Linked DNA regions of Mus musculus: region 2 is linked to region 1. A link is a contact called in public HiChIP or PLAC-seq data. All regions are on one chromosome and are shown on one strand. The core of a region is the stretch at or near the end of the contact, and the rest is flanking DNA. Distances in the headings are between cores, read along the strand shown. Region 1 overlaps Rasa2 (RAS p21 protein activator 2). Region 2 has its middle 19 kb from the start of C430002N11Rik.

What was found. HiChIP or PLAC-seq counts read pairs in DNA pulled down with a chosen protein or histone mark.
Region 2: a contact with region 1 is called in a BATF HiChIP or PLAC-seq map of CD8 T cells, with 5 read pairs. The contact joins two enhancer-like sites. A contact is called at or near these places in 4 of 115 datasets of contacts at active chromatin or transcription factors (CD8 T cells, bone marrow-derived macrophages, effector CD8 T cells and 1 more).

Annotation. Positions count from the first base shown.
Region 1 is chr9:96,608,825-96,615,393 of GRCm38.p6, reverse strand. It overlaps Rasa2 (RAS p21 protein activator 2), which reads left to right. Exons shown (of 24, transcript NM_053268.2): 2 at 3,895-4,012. Among named protein-coding and RNA genes, the nearest start is that of Rasa2, 19 kb to the left of the region's middle. Within about 2 kb of position 2,898, at least 50 of the 459 cell types and tissues checked have an H3K27ac peak or open chromatin away from gene starts, as enhancers often do. A contact at or near this core is called in CD8 T cells and bone marrow-derived macrophages, where this site is marked.
Region 2 is chr9:96,781,053-96,787,621 of GRCm38.p6, reverse strand. No RefSeq gene overlaps it. Among named protein-coding and RNA genes, the nearest start is that of C430002N11Rik, 19 kb to the right of the region's middle. Within about 2 kb of position 4,176, at least 128 of the 459 cell types and tissues checked have an H3K27ac peak or open chromatin away from gene starts, as enhancers often do. A contact at or near this core is called in CD8 T cells and bone marrow-derived macrophages, where this site is marked.

The DNA.
Region 1 (6,569 bases), core at 1,649-4,148:
ACTGGTACTGCTTGCTACCAGAAACTACCAAAACTCAGTGTCCTTCTGTTTTCCAGTTTTCTAGTGAATGACTCTGATTAGTGGAACTTAAATTAGTAGAACTTAGAAACATAAACATAGCGGCAAGATAGGTTAGGAGAATTTCTAGCTTTAGAGTCTCCATAATACCAGAAAGCACACAAGTAATGCTGTACCGCTAACTCACCATATCTTGTATGAGTATAAAGTTGATTCTTCTTAAGAATAGAACTCAGTATGCAGACTGGAGTTGCCTTGAACTCAGAGATCCATTCACAAAACTTCCTGAGTGCTAGGATTAAAGGTGTGTGCCACCATGCATGGAGAGTCTTTTTATTTTATAATGGCATGTTTTAAAAATACCTAACAGTGGCCTTCCTCTGATGAATTAAATAGTCTATTCCAAGTTTCCTCCCATTTAAATATGCTCTGTAGATAAAAGCCTAAATGAGGGGTAAAACAAAGACCGTTTAGCAGGAGCTGCCAAACAGAGGGTGGGTTAGTGCTAAGATACTAGAGAGTGGCCACATACTCTGGTATTGACAGGCAGTAATTCGATTCGGAAGTGCTTAGTGTTACTAGTGTTCGTAAAGGTTCTAGGCAAAGGAAGGTCTGAAGCTAATTGTAGAAGGCTAGGGTATGAGTGAAAGAGGAGGGTTAGAGGATGGGTGATTTTGACTCAGTCATGTGAGTTATAGCCTAAACTTGCCTGGAAGTGGTAGGACCATCTGTGGGAAAATGCAGGCTTCAAATGTGCTTCACTTTGTACTTTATGTACTTGATGGTGGAGGGTGCGCTGGCAACACCTTCTTCTGCTTAGAGATGCAGAGAGGCGGCAGTGCTTTCGTTCGAACCATCGCCTAGGGTGCTTTATCAGTGAGCAGTAATCTCTACTGTAGTTTGGAATTACAGTTTAAAACTCCTCATAACTGATAAACATTACTGTGATTATTTTGGAGAACTGGGTTTGATGGGATGAATTTTCAAAACAGCTTATTTGAATGTCAACCAGTGGTAAATAGTGAAAAAAAAAAAAAAACATCAGGAAAACTACTTTTATAAAAAGTGGTGCTGGGTGCATTTCTTACACTATCTGAGACTTGGCCTTTGATTATTTTAAGTAAATATCTGGCAATTCAGTTTCATTAAATTCTACAGACAAAGTAACCCTTGTTTCTCTCTTGTGGGGTGGGACTGGTAGATTATTTACACATTATGCCCCATTATTTTCTAACCAGTGCTTAGCATGAATAAAACAGGGACACGTCCTAGGGTAATGATTTAATTTTCTAAACTCTCTTTTACATATGGAGCGTATTTATTGTAGTCATATGTGTATGTATGTATATATATATATATATATATATATATATGTATGTATGTATGTATGTATGTAACTAGGTGGTGTATTATGGACTCTATAAACTTTGGTTTTAAAACAAATCCATTGTGTTATTCAGAGGCAAAGGAAATTCTGAAGAAGTTTGACAGCAGTGAAAATAGAATTGTTAAGCAAGGTCCTATGTAGGGAGAGAGGAGGGACAGGGGAGAGAACCTCAAACTCACAGGGATCCTCCTGCCTCTGACTCCAGTGGCTGGTATCACAGGCATGACCACCATTCCAGCCAGTTCATTTTGTTTTTGAAATGTGGTTTCTCTCTCCCTGTTTGTTTTGTTTTGTTGTTTTGTTTTCCCTTAAGATAGTTTCTCTGAATAGCTTTGGTTGTCTTGGAACTCACTCTGTAGACCAGCCTGGCCTCAGTCTCACAGAGATCTACCTGTCTTTGTCTCCTGAGTGCTGGGATTAAAGGCATGTACCACTACTACCTGGCTGCAGGTTTTATCTTGTTGACGCCAGAGCTTCTGGGTGGGTCTCCTGTGTCACCTCCCATCGTCTTACTGTAGAAACACTGGAAACATTATGTGCACTCCAGCTTCCAGCTAGTCAGGATTGCACACAAATGTTCCCACCCACTTAGGCTTCTTACTGGCCCCTTCCTCACTGTCTTAGATTTGTACATTGGTATGGGATTTCAGTATACACATCAAGTAGACACTTGGGTGTCGTCCTTTTGGTACACAAATAGCTCATGAGACCTTCAAAGCTTGACTTGCTGGGTTCTTTATTCCTTCAACAAACATATCACCAGAGTTTTCCTGTTTTAGATCTTGGGCATTAGCAAGTTCTCAGACCTTGTACAGGAGCTGCAGAAACCCTTAACAGAAGTTCAGCCCATTACAAATTCTCTCAAGGAAACCAAACCTAAGACTAATTAGGGAAAAGGTCAAGTGTCATTTGAGGTCAGGACTGAATGATAAGAATGTCCCAGCCGTGTAAAGAGTAGAGAGATCCGGGAAGAAATAAACTTGATAATAAACTTGACATGGCTGATGAATGGAGAAAAGTGAACCAAGGGAAGAACAAAAGAAGGAGTCAGAAGGGATACTTAGGGTCATGCAGAGTGTGATTTAGAGATTAGACTTTATTCTCAGACAAGTGGGATGAGCTGAGAAGTGACTGAGTTCAATCTTATGAGAAGATCATGCTTGGTCTGGATTATGGCTCAGCAATAGAGCATTCGTCTACTCTGCATTCATGCAGACGGCTTGGGTCTGATCCCCAGCATGGGAAAGGAGAGAAAAGATCACATCTCCTGGTGAAGAACAGGTTGGTGAAGAGTAGCAGAAACAGAAGATACTGCCATGCTCCTCTGCAGTGATCCTGTTTGGGTGATTCTAGTGAAGGGGAGACGTAGCTGGGTTTTAGATGTTGTCTTTTTGAAGATCTTCTGGATGTGCTAATGAGCTGGATTGTGTGAGGGAGAGGCAGGAAGACGATAAGTGAGAAGGAAGTGGTGGTAGACCAAGGGAAGAGCTTATAGAAGAGGAAATAAGATTGGTTTTGGGGACTTGCTAAATATGAGATACCTGCCAGATATCTAGTGGTATGAATGAGGGAAGGTCAGGCCTGCAAACACAGAACTGGGAGCTCCTAGCATTAACAGTGTGTACTGCAGTAGTTTATAGAAAAAGGAAGGGATGGTCTAGAACAGAGCCCTGAGGCAGTTACAGCATTTCGATGAGGAGATGAGTGGAAGACATAGGAGAAAGGCCAGAAACCGTGTGCTGTGGAATCCAGGAACAGGGAGCTTGTTACATGTCCACTCTGTTAGATGCTGCAAAGGTGTGGATGTAGTAAGAATACATTGGACATGGGTGAGCCAACATCCTTTGACATTGGTGGCCTTGACTAAGCAGTTTCATTGTCACTTTGGAACCGGAAGCTGATTAGAGAGGATCACAGCGTGAATGGGAAGTGAGCAAGTGAGGGGCAGTACTTAGAAGAAATTCTCCTTTGACAGAGGAGTCTGGAAGTGGAGGTGTGGCACGGGAGAGAAGCCGGACCGAGGATAACGGTCTGCTGCTTTTGTTTGTCTTAATTGTGGAGTGTTGTTTATATGCTGCTGAGAGCAAACGGTAGAAGGGAAATTAATGCTGACTCAGGAGAGATTCATTGCAGGAAAATTCTTGAGATGGTTCTGGTGAGACAGGAGGGAGAGAAACTGCCCTTTCATAGAGGAAGGATGCAGTGATGTGTCTATACATAGCTCCTCTGGTCTTTTTACTTTTAAACACTTAGGTTTTTTCTTGTAATAAAAAATACTCATTTTTATAGACTTCTCAGGAAAGTTCACCACCTTTTAGCTCATCCCCCAGTCTTCACTAGTCTCCTTTAGACCCCCTGACCTCTCTGAGCACAAGTTGCTTTTTTTCCCTGTACTCCATATTATGCCTTCTTCCAGACTGAATTCATTTATAAGCTTTGGGTGATGTAAATAAAAAATTTAACATCAATTTAAACTTTTGTGTCAACAGATGAAGCAAAAAATTTATTGCCATATCTTGGACCCAACAAAATGCGCGATTGTTTCTGCACTATAAATTTGGACCAGGAAGAAGTTTATCGCACCCAGGTTGTTGAAAAGTCTTTAAGGTTGGTAGAAAAATTAGAAATTATTCATTTGATGTATATTCATGGTTTTATGTATTTTCCAGATTTTTATCAACAAATTGAGTTTCTTGATATTGAAGCTAATATTTTTTATTTAAAGGTTTTGTATTCTATTATGAATTTATTTTTTAGATTTATAGAATGTAAGCATTTAAAGAGGCCTTGAATGTCAGTAAGCTGCACTGACAACATTGATCTCCTTAGCAGTAGTTCTGGGAAGTGGTCATGGGGCATCTACTTCATAATGGTTCAGTCACCAAGAAGTTCACACCTCCTAAGTAGGCTGCTTGGTCTTTGAACTCTTCTGACTCAGAAAGTGCTTATGTTTAATTGGTTAGTGATTATTAAAGTGACATCCAGTCACGTGCCCAGCGCTTGCTCAGTTCTGGGTTCTGTTCACTCATGTCTCTAAGAGTGACCCCAGTGAAGTGCTTGCTCTCTCATGTGGCCTTTCATTGCCTTAGGAAGTAGTTTTTCTTAGTTGTCCTAGCTCTGTCCCTTAGATTTCTGGGGAACAATTTTAGTCCATCTTTTATGTGACAGCATTAAATGTTTGAAAACAACTATTATAAGCGTTCAATGTGCTCTCTAGGCTAAATAGTGCCTATTTGTTTGAGCTTTCCTCAAAGCACATCATTTTTACTTCTCCAGAGAACATATTAGCTCAAAGTTCACACAAGTTGAAGCTAGAGAGGTCGATGGCTTTCTTGGTAAAGTACTTGCTGCACAAATAGGAGGTCAAGTGTTACATCCCCAGTACCTATGTAAGAAAGCCAGGTACAGTGGCTCCCATATAGTTCCCAGTGCTGGGGACATGGAGGGAGGAGGGTCCCAGGAACCTGCTGGCCAGCCAGTGTAGACAAACCGTTTAACAAGAGTCCTGTCTCAAAGAATAAGGTAGAAAATGATTGAGAAAGGTGATGGATGTTAACCTCTGGGCTACACAAACACACCCTTTCTCCGCATCTGCATAGATACAAGTTACTTACTAATGGATTATCAGGGAATAAGCTCTTGGATTGTTTTTATCTGTGAAAGTGTAATTATTCTTTGAAAGTACTGCATACAGCAAATTCTTTGCCTCCTCTGCCTTGTAGCAGTGTTTGTGTTTGTAATTTTGATATAGAACTGTGCTAAAACCAGGTGTCATGATACAGGCTTTAAATCCCAGCATTTGTGAGGCAGAGCTGGTCAGGTCTCTGCTGAGGTTGAGGCCAGACTGGTTCACATAGCAAGTCCCAGGCCAGTCGGGCTACATAAGGAGAGTCTATCTTTAAAAAAAAAAAGAACCGAACCAAACCAAACCAAACCACCACCAAACTGCTGAAAGAAAGTCTTCAGAGACAAAGCATGGAGGATTCTGGGACTTGTTGGGACAAGCATGGTGAATGAAACAGTTGTCGAACTGTATTTTATCCCATTGGATTCTGGAGGATGCTATGGTACCTTGTTACCCTCTCCCACACACTTGCCTGTGTTTTCCTGTGACATTTGCCTGTGTCTCTTTCCTGTTCTTTCTTTGTCTTTTCTCCTCTGCCCTTCCTTCCCTTTTCCTTTCCTCTTCTCTATGCGGGGTCTAGCCTTGTAGCCCAGGTTGGCATTGAACTCTTACTCCTACTTCAGCCTCACATATTGGTGGTGTAGGCAGGCCCCTCTGCATAGCTCTTTGTCATTGGGTTCTTACAATTTTGATCTCTTCATAAGAAAACTATATAGAACTAAAAGTAACCCTTGTAGTGGCTCCGTCAGTGGGTGAAGGAACCAGCTGTCAAGCTTGAAACTTGAGGTCAGTACCCAGAGCCCACATGGTGGAAAGAGAGGACCAACTCCCACAGGTTGCTCTCTGACTTCACATGAGCGCCCTCCTCAAAAAATGAGAATAGTACATAATTAAAAACAAAACAAACAACTAAAGGTGCCTTAGTAGCCCAAAAATATTGAGAGTAATGAATTTCAAAGATTTTGTCACAAGCCTTATGCCCATATTTAGAATCTTAATTATTTTTCACACTTGTGCATTCAGAGTCACAGATGGCCTTTTTCTTTGTTTATGAATGATGAAATGTCACGGGAAGGCTGCATGATGTGTCATATAATGAAGGAAGGTAAAAGCACAGCTGGGATTTGAGACCTGAAAATATTTAAATTTCAGTTTGTTACAATTTTATATCACAAGGTAATCAGTGATTACAAAATTCAATAGTAATTTTGTAAATTGAGTCCATAAATTGAGTACTTATAGTTTGTAATATCTAGCCATATATGAGAAAATAACCCTTAACCTTTCTGAACGTTTGTATAGTGGAAAAATGATGAAACCAGTTTTCTTTATTTCTTTCCACCTTTAAAAAGAAAATCATTTGAAAGATAATTTCAAGCTAGCTGTGTCACTGCCTTAGATCGTAAGGGTATAGCTAGCTAAACTAGATAATTCTTGCATTCTGAATGCCTCCAATCTTACTTTCTAGAATAGGGCAAAAATAATCCTTCTTCAACTTGATTTTATTATAACGTTCTTAATACTTGTCTAAATTTTGAT
Region 2 (6,569 bases), core at 2,927-5,426, 170 kb before region 1:
CAGGAATTCCAATAGTGCCTTTTTTCTAAGTGAGTTTTTCAGGCAGGCAAGAAGGAAAGATTTTAAATCAACAGCCCAAGCTTCATGGGGTCCTAGAGTTTAGCTGCCATCAATTCATCAGCGTCCAGCGGTGCTTATCTGATGCACTGGTGCTCACTAAGCGTTTGGGAGAAGAAGAAGAAAGCATTGAAGGATAGATGTGAGTAGGAAAAATGTCAGCGATGTTTAGAGAAACATGTTGCTGGCCATCTTGTTTTCCAAACCGGAGAGATGCATTATCACTAACTCCCAGAATAGTTTAATCTAATATCACTTTGCAAAATGATAATGGATAAAAAGAATAGAGGAATGACAAGCAAAACATAGTCTGTAATGTGCATGTGTAAACAGTAGTGATCATATTTCAATATACAATCAGAACTTCTTCCTGACTTTAGCAACCGTTTGTTCTGTGTCTCTGCCATTCTTCCAAAGGAAATTAGCTAAGCAAGATTTGTTTCGGGTCAGCAAGTGGGTGTTTTGGGGATAAATGGGAGCTGACGGTGGAGGCGACAGAGTTGACTCCAACTAGTCCATTTGGCATCTGGAAAAGGTCAGCTCATCAGAAATGGTGTGTGGAGAAAATTCACTAGGCTTCCTGCTGCTGAGAGAGCAAATGCTCTGTCTATTTAATCGTGTATCAAGGAAAAATAACTCAGTTCAGGAGGGAAAAAGATAAAGGAAATATATATATATATATATATATATATACATATATATATATATATATATATCCTTTTAGTATCAGTCTTTCATATATTTCAGGTCATACAGCTACACAATTCAGGTCCAACAAGTCCACTGGATGGAGAAGGGAATGCTAAAAAAAAAAAAAAAAAAAAAAGTGCCACATTTACAATCAAAATCTCAAGGCTAAGACTGCTTCCTTGGCAGCCCAGAAAACAATTTATAGTGTGTGAAAACACCCCATGCCCCACATAAGGAAAATTTACTACCATTTCAAACTACCAGGTTGGGAGAGGCCATCAAAATAATGTATGGCAAAGTCTGAAAACATCTTTGTAGGGAATTCGGAAGGAAAAACCCATCCTTTGTTATCGGTCTCCCATCGATTACACCGACGAAGCATGTGCACGTTAAGGTGAATTGAAAAGTTCACCACGGGAATTTGGACTCATGATCCCCACAAGTGTATAAAAAACAAACAAGCAAATGTTTGTTGGTGAAACAGGTAGTCTCTGGCTCAGGACCAGCAGAGGGGACCCCTGCACCACCTTACATGGCAGGGGTTAGTCCAGAAAGGAAGCCTGAAGTTCTAATGTTCAGTCTGTCACGTATGCATCTCACACTTCAGCCAATGGGCCTTTCCTCCTCTCCCCCGCCCCCCAACCCCCATCTTCCTTAACCTTTTGGACTGCTATTTAGCATGCTTTCTCTTTAAATCAACAATGGTTTGGGCCTTGACTACATTTAAAAGGAAATGGTGGGTGTTACCACGATAAATCATCTCTAGTCGCTATTCTTTGCCAAACACTTCCATAACAAATAAGGGAAGACGGTTTCCACATAACTCCTGTGATGCTGGGACACACTGGGAGAGAAATCAGACTCCTGGGGAGCTCGTGGGAAATGTGAGTTCGATGCTCAGATCACAGCTTGCTCTTTGCGGGTTTATCTAAGAAGCAAGTTAATGTTTACATGACATTGGACTTCAAAGTCCAGGCAATAAGGAGGAGAACGTGATGGAGAAAAACAGTTTAATTGTGAAGAGGCAGGGGATCGTGGGAGCAGGGAGACACAGCCACTGTGGAAAATTGAAATGGGGGGGGGGAGGGAAGGCAGGTTCTTATCAGGGTGCAATGACTTTTTTTTTTAATTAACATTATAAAATTTTATTACACAACAATATAAGTAGTGTGTTTCGTGACTGCCAAGACAGTTATTCTTGTTGGAGTTCCAGTTTTTAATAAGAACAGGCCTCTTTCCCACTGTCGTAGTGTGGGACTCTGGCTCCTCGTTGTAGGCATGCGCTGCTTGTTCTCATTGAGCCGTCTTTGCAAAGCCAAGTTTGGTGGGTGCAAATGAATGCTCTTTGGGGAACAAGGAAGGACGTTGTGTTAGACAGAAAGACATCTCTCTAACACTACTCCTCAAATACTTCCTCTGATACCTTTTTTGGGGGGGAGGTGAGGGCCACTTCCTCCTGATTGTGTGGTTAAGTCAGCCACATCCTAGGCACTATCACAAGACACACAAGCCTGAGTTTTTGCCAGGGAGGCATCCTGGAAGACATCCACTCAGGCTTGCTTCAAGGAAGCCTCCAGACCAGAAGTGGACTCACCTGACCTGCATGCTACAATTTTGCCTCGTAGTCCTTTAGTAGTATGCACACTTAGATACATTTAAATATTTTAAAAATATATTTTTATATGTATGGGTGGTTTGCCTGCACGTATATCTGTGCGCCACATGAATGCCTGATGCCTACAGAGGCCAGAAGAGAGGGTTGAGTCCCCTGGAGCTGGAATCACAGATGGCTATGAGTTGCTATGTGGCTGCTGGGCATTAAACCTGGGTCTTCTGGAAGAGTAGCCAGCACGTTTAACCACTGCATCATCATCTCTCCAGCCCCAGTAGATAAAATTCAGAAATGTTAAGTCGCATTAAAGTTGTCTTAGAATCAGGCCCCATGCTTGATGGGCCTATGTGTTTTGGAAAGACTGTCTAAAAGAAAGCTGAAGAGATGATTTCTTGCAACGAACGCAGGGTGAGATTCAAAACTCTGAGTATCTTCTCCCGAGGAGGCAGAACACAACCCCTGCCCCGTCAAGATGGCCAGTGCCCAGTGGCTTCCTTCCAAAGAGCACAGGGCAGACAAGACGGAGAAGAGTAACTCTACTGAGGAGACAACATACAACACCCACTCAATCGATCAATATTAACACCTACAGGGTGTTGACAGTCCCTGCTGAACCCTGAATGTACAGGGATGTCTCCAAAACAAGGTTCGGCCATGATACTCCAATGTGACAACCCTTCAGACTCTCAGTCATCCCCGGGATGGATCCAGGCTGCTTAGCCTGGCACACTAAATCTGTCACCATTCCCACCTCGTCACCCTGCCCTGTTCCCATCCCACCTTTCCTTGTTTCCTCCAGGATCAACTCCTGCGTAGTTTTCTATATTCAACACAAGCCTCTTCAGGAAGGAGCCTGGCATGGGTATCTTTAGTGTCCTGGGTGCTCCTCCCCAATGCTGCCACCATGGCTAACTCTGTCACTGCACTCAGTAGGTGACTGGTCTAAATACTATAGATGCAACAGTGAAAAGGGGTGAGGACCACACCCTCTTGAGCCACTGTGCTTCACACACTGATTTTCTGATCTTCTCTCCTGGAAGGCAGGGGTATACTGTCCAGCACACAGTACTCAGAAGAACAGCGAGTTAGTTCTACTTGTGTGTGTGCGTGTGTTGGGGATTAAAATCAAAGTCTAACTTGAGTCTGGTTCCCAGCAGCCACATCTGCCTATGACCCCAGCTCTATAGGTATCAAGTAAAGTACCTACGTCCTCCATTGACACAATATTCGTATGCATACCCACATAGACATAGTGCACACATAGTATTTTAAAATGAGAATGAAAGCACGCTAAACACTTTATCACTGAACTACGTGCCCAGCCTCTGAGCAGCACACATTTAGTGACACTGACACATTGTGGTCTCTGCACAGCTTCAGGGATTGGAGGAACTGGGGCAGCCAGGGACTGAAGGCCCGACAAGCACACATCCGGAGAGGCTGGGGCTGGGTGCATTATGCTTGTTCTGTTGCACCGCGCCAACTGCAGACCAGACTCTCAGCACATTTTGAATATCTTTGATACTTTGTTGACTGAATCCAGGAATGCAGACCTGAGACTAAGGAAGGCGGATTATACCTAAGATGCTGTGGGTCATTTTTGCCGTTGTTGATTTTCGTGCTTTGTTTTGTTTTAGTTAGAAAGACTATCTGGACTGACAAACATCAGAGAGACCGTGGTATGTTTATCATGGGAAAGAGGCTGCCAGCCCAGGGCTTCTTGAAAGAGTTCCTTTGGAGCTCAAGGCTGAGTGTCACAGTGACCCCAGGGAGGGGATCTGGCCTTCCCATCAGGTCTGAGTCACCAGCTGCCATACAGCTCCCAAGCATTCCTGACTACCAGGCTGGGGAATGCAGGGCCTCAGCAAGAGCCTCCATATCTGACGTCTGGGAATTCGGAGATGGGGCTGGGAGGTTAATTCAGCCTTTTGGCTGGATTAGACTCCTTCATGGCCGTAGGATGCCTCACCTGGAAGTTCCTGCTCTCTCTGCCCTTTTTCTGACCCATCGTGTAGTTTTTTGAAATCACCCAGCCTTTGGGACCTGAGGATCTGAGAAGAGACCACCCTCTGCTTTGTTCAGGCTCCAGGTGGCTTTTTCCACCCCCACCCAGCCAGACAACTAACGTGCTTTCTCATGTCCCCAGACTCTTAGAAGGATCACCCCCACCCAGCCGGTCAACTCCAGAGTCTTAGAAGGATCAAGGGAAGAAGAGAGTAGGGTCCTTTCAACTACAAACAGTCTCGCTTGAGGGCAGCATCTGTTTGAGTGTTTCCTTGTACTTATCCCCACTTATTCAGCTTGGTGAATCGCCTATGACATCAAACCCAAGGTCCTGTTTGCTTTTATGTTGGTGTGTGTACCCAAGCAATAGTGGCAGAGATACACAGGTGCTGGCAGCTGAGTTCTGGGTAACGGAAAAAGGCTACCGTCGGTTCCCATGAAGAGACTCCATTTTACTCCAGACAGTCGCTGAACAAAGTCAGGGGCAGCAGGCTAGCCCAAATATGTTACTGTCATGGTGTCTGAAAAGGACATGCTGTCATCTTCTGCTTTTCACACACAGCCCTGCCCCCTGCAGGTCCCCTGCTCAGTATTGATGCACATTCCTGCTACAGGTGACTGTGCGTGTACATGTGTGTGTGTGTGTATGTGTGTGTGTGTGTGTGTGTGTGTGTGCGTGTGTGTGTGTGTGTGTTGATAGTTTAGGAGCGGCTAGACTACAAGACCAGCATTCTTTGGGCACAAAAGAATCACAGGATGCCGGCATGGTGGCCATGGTTGTGGTTCTTTCTTTTATGAGTGTGGGTATCCAGAGAAAAATCTCAAGAGGCCCCAGCCTGGTCAGGAGACTGCTCATCTGCTTGGCGATCACACATCCTTGCCCAGAGAGGACTCTTGCGGGAAGGCCTTATGAGTCAGAGCCCATGGAGTCTTCCGATGAGTGACTTCAGATGAGTCACCATGCTTCTTGATGCCTGGTGAATAAATGGAAGATAATGTAGCTTTACCGTCAGCAGGCCCAGAGCTTGTGACCCTTTGGGAAGAGGGCGAGCCTCAGACAAGCCACCCATGCTCCCTGGCTGACTATAGGCTTCTGTGTAGGCTCACGCCAGACATAGCAGCTCAGCAGCTTGGCACCTCATTATTGCTTCTTGTTTTTCTTTCTCCTCCTCGTGGAAACCCCCACCCCCACTCCCGCCTTGGTTAAATTGTTGATTTGTCTCTTGAAAAGCATTGGATCCCTTGTGGTTCACGTTCTCCCTCCCTCCCATGTTGGCTCTGTCTTTCACATCACACACCTCAGAGTTCATTTTCTCCTTTTGTGGAAGGTCAGTGAAACCCTGCTCTTGCCCCAGCTCCCCTGTCCCCTGCCCCAGCCACTCTAGCCCCTGGTCAAGTCTCCATCTCTCAGGCCCATGGCTTTGATGTGCTTACAACACCACCTTGCTGGGCATGGGCTCTGGTTGATGTTGGTATGTGTCTCATCTGGTACCTAGCTCTATGCAGTTTGGGTCCTGGAAGCTGAGACCTCAAGGGAATGGAAAAGAACAGGTATCCAGACACATGTGCAGTAAAGTTGGGATCAGGTGGTTCTTAGGAGCACCCCAGAACCTTGGTGGAGAGGAGGAAGCTCCAGTTGCTAGTGTTTGCTCACATTGCTTTATTGTCTATAAACACGCATACCTGAACTCCCCGAGGAGAGCTTCACCACCCCTCTTGAACCTGGCCCATGTGAGGAACTGCATTCGATGAATGCATGGGTCCAAAGCTTTGGAGTTCTAAACATGGTCGTGCCCATATCGAAAGAGACATGAACTCGGGACTTGGCTCACTTAGGGCCTCCTCTGCTCCCCACAATCTGAACCACCTATCCTTTACACTGGGCTCAGACTTGCCACTTTGCTGCATTTGCAGAGCTTGGGAGGGGCTATAATACATATCAAGTGCTCTGTGATGTTTGCCTCAATAAGGATGAAGGGTCCACTGCCCTCAGCAGCAGCCTGAATGCCCATGCCCAAGGCCCAGGCACCTGAAGGAGCCCCAGGGTGCCCAGTGTGGGTAAGAAAGTCAGAGAAGATAGCTCACTTATGTCTGTTTTATATTGAGGTTTCAAAAACATTAAGTTAATAATAATAATAATGATGATGATAACAACAACAATAAAAGATGCTTGCTGAAAATTTAGCAACCATTGCTATTATTTCCA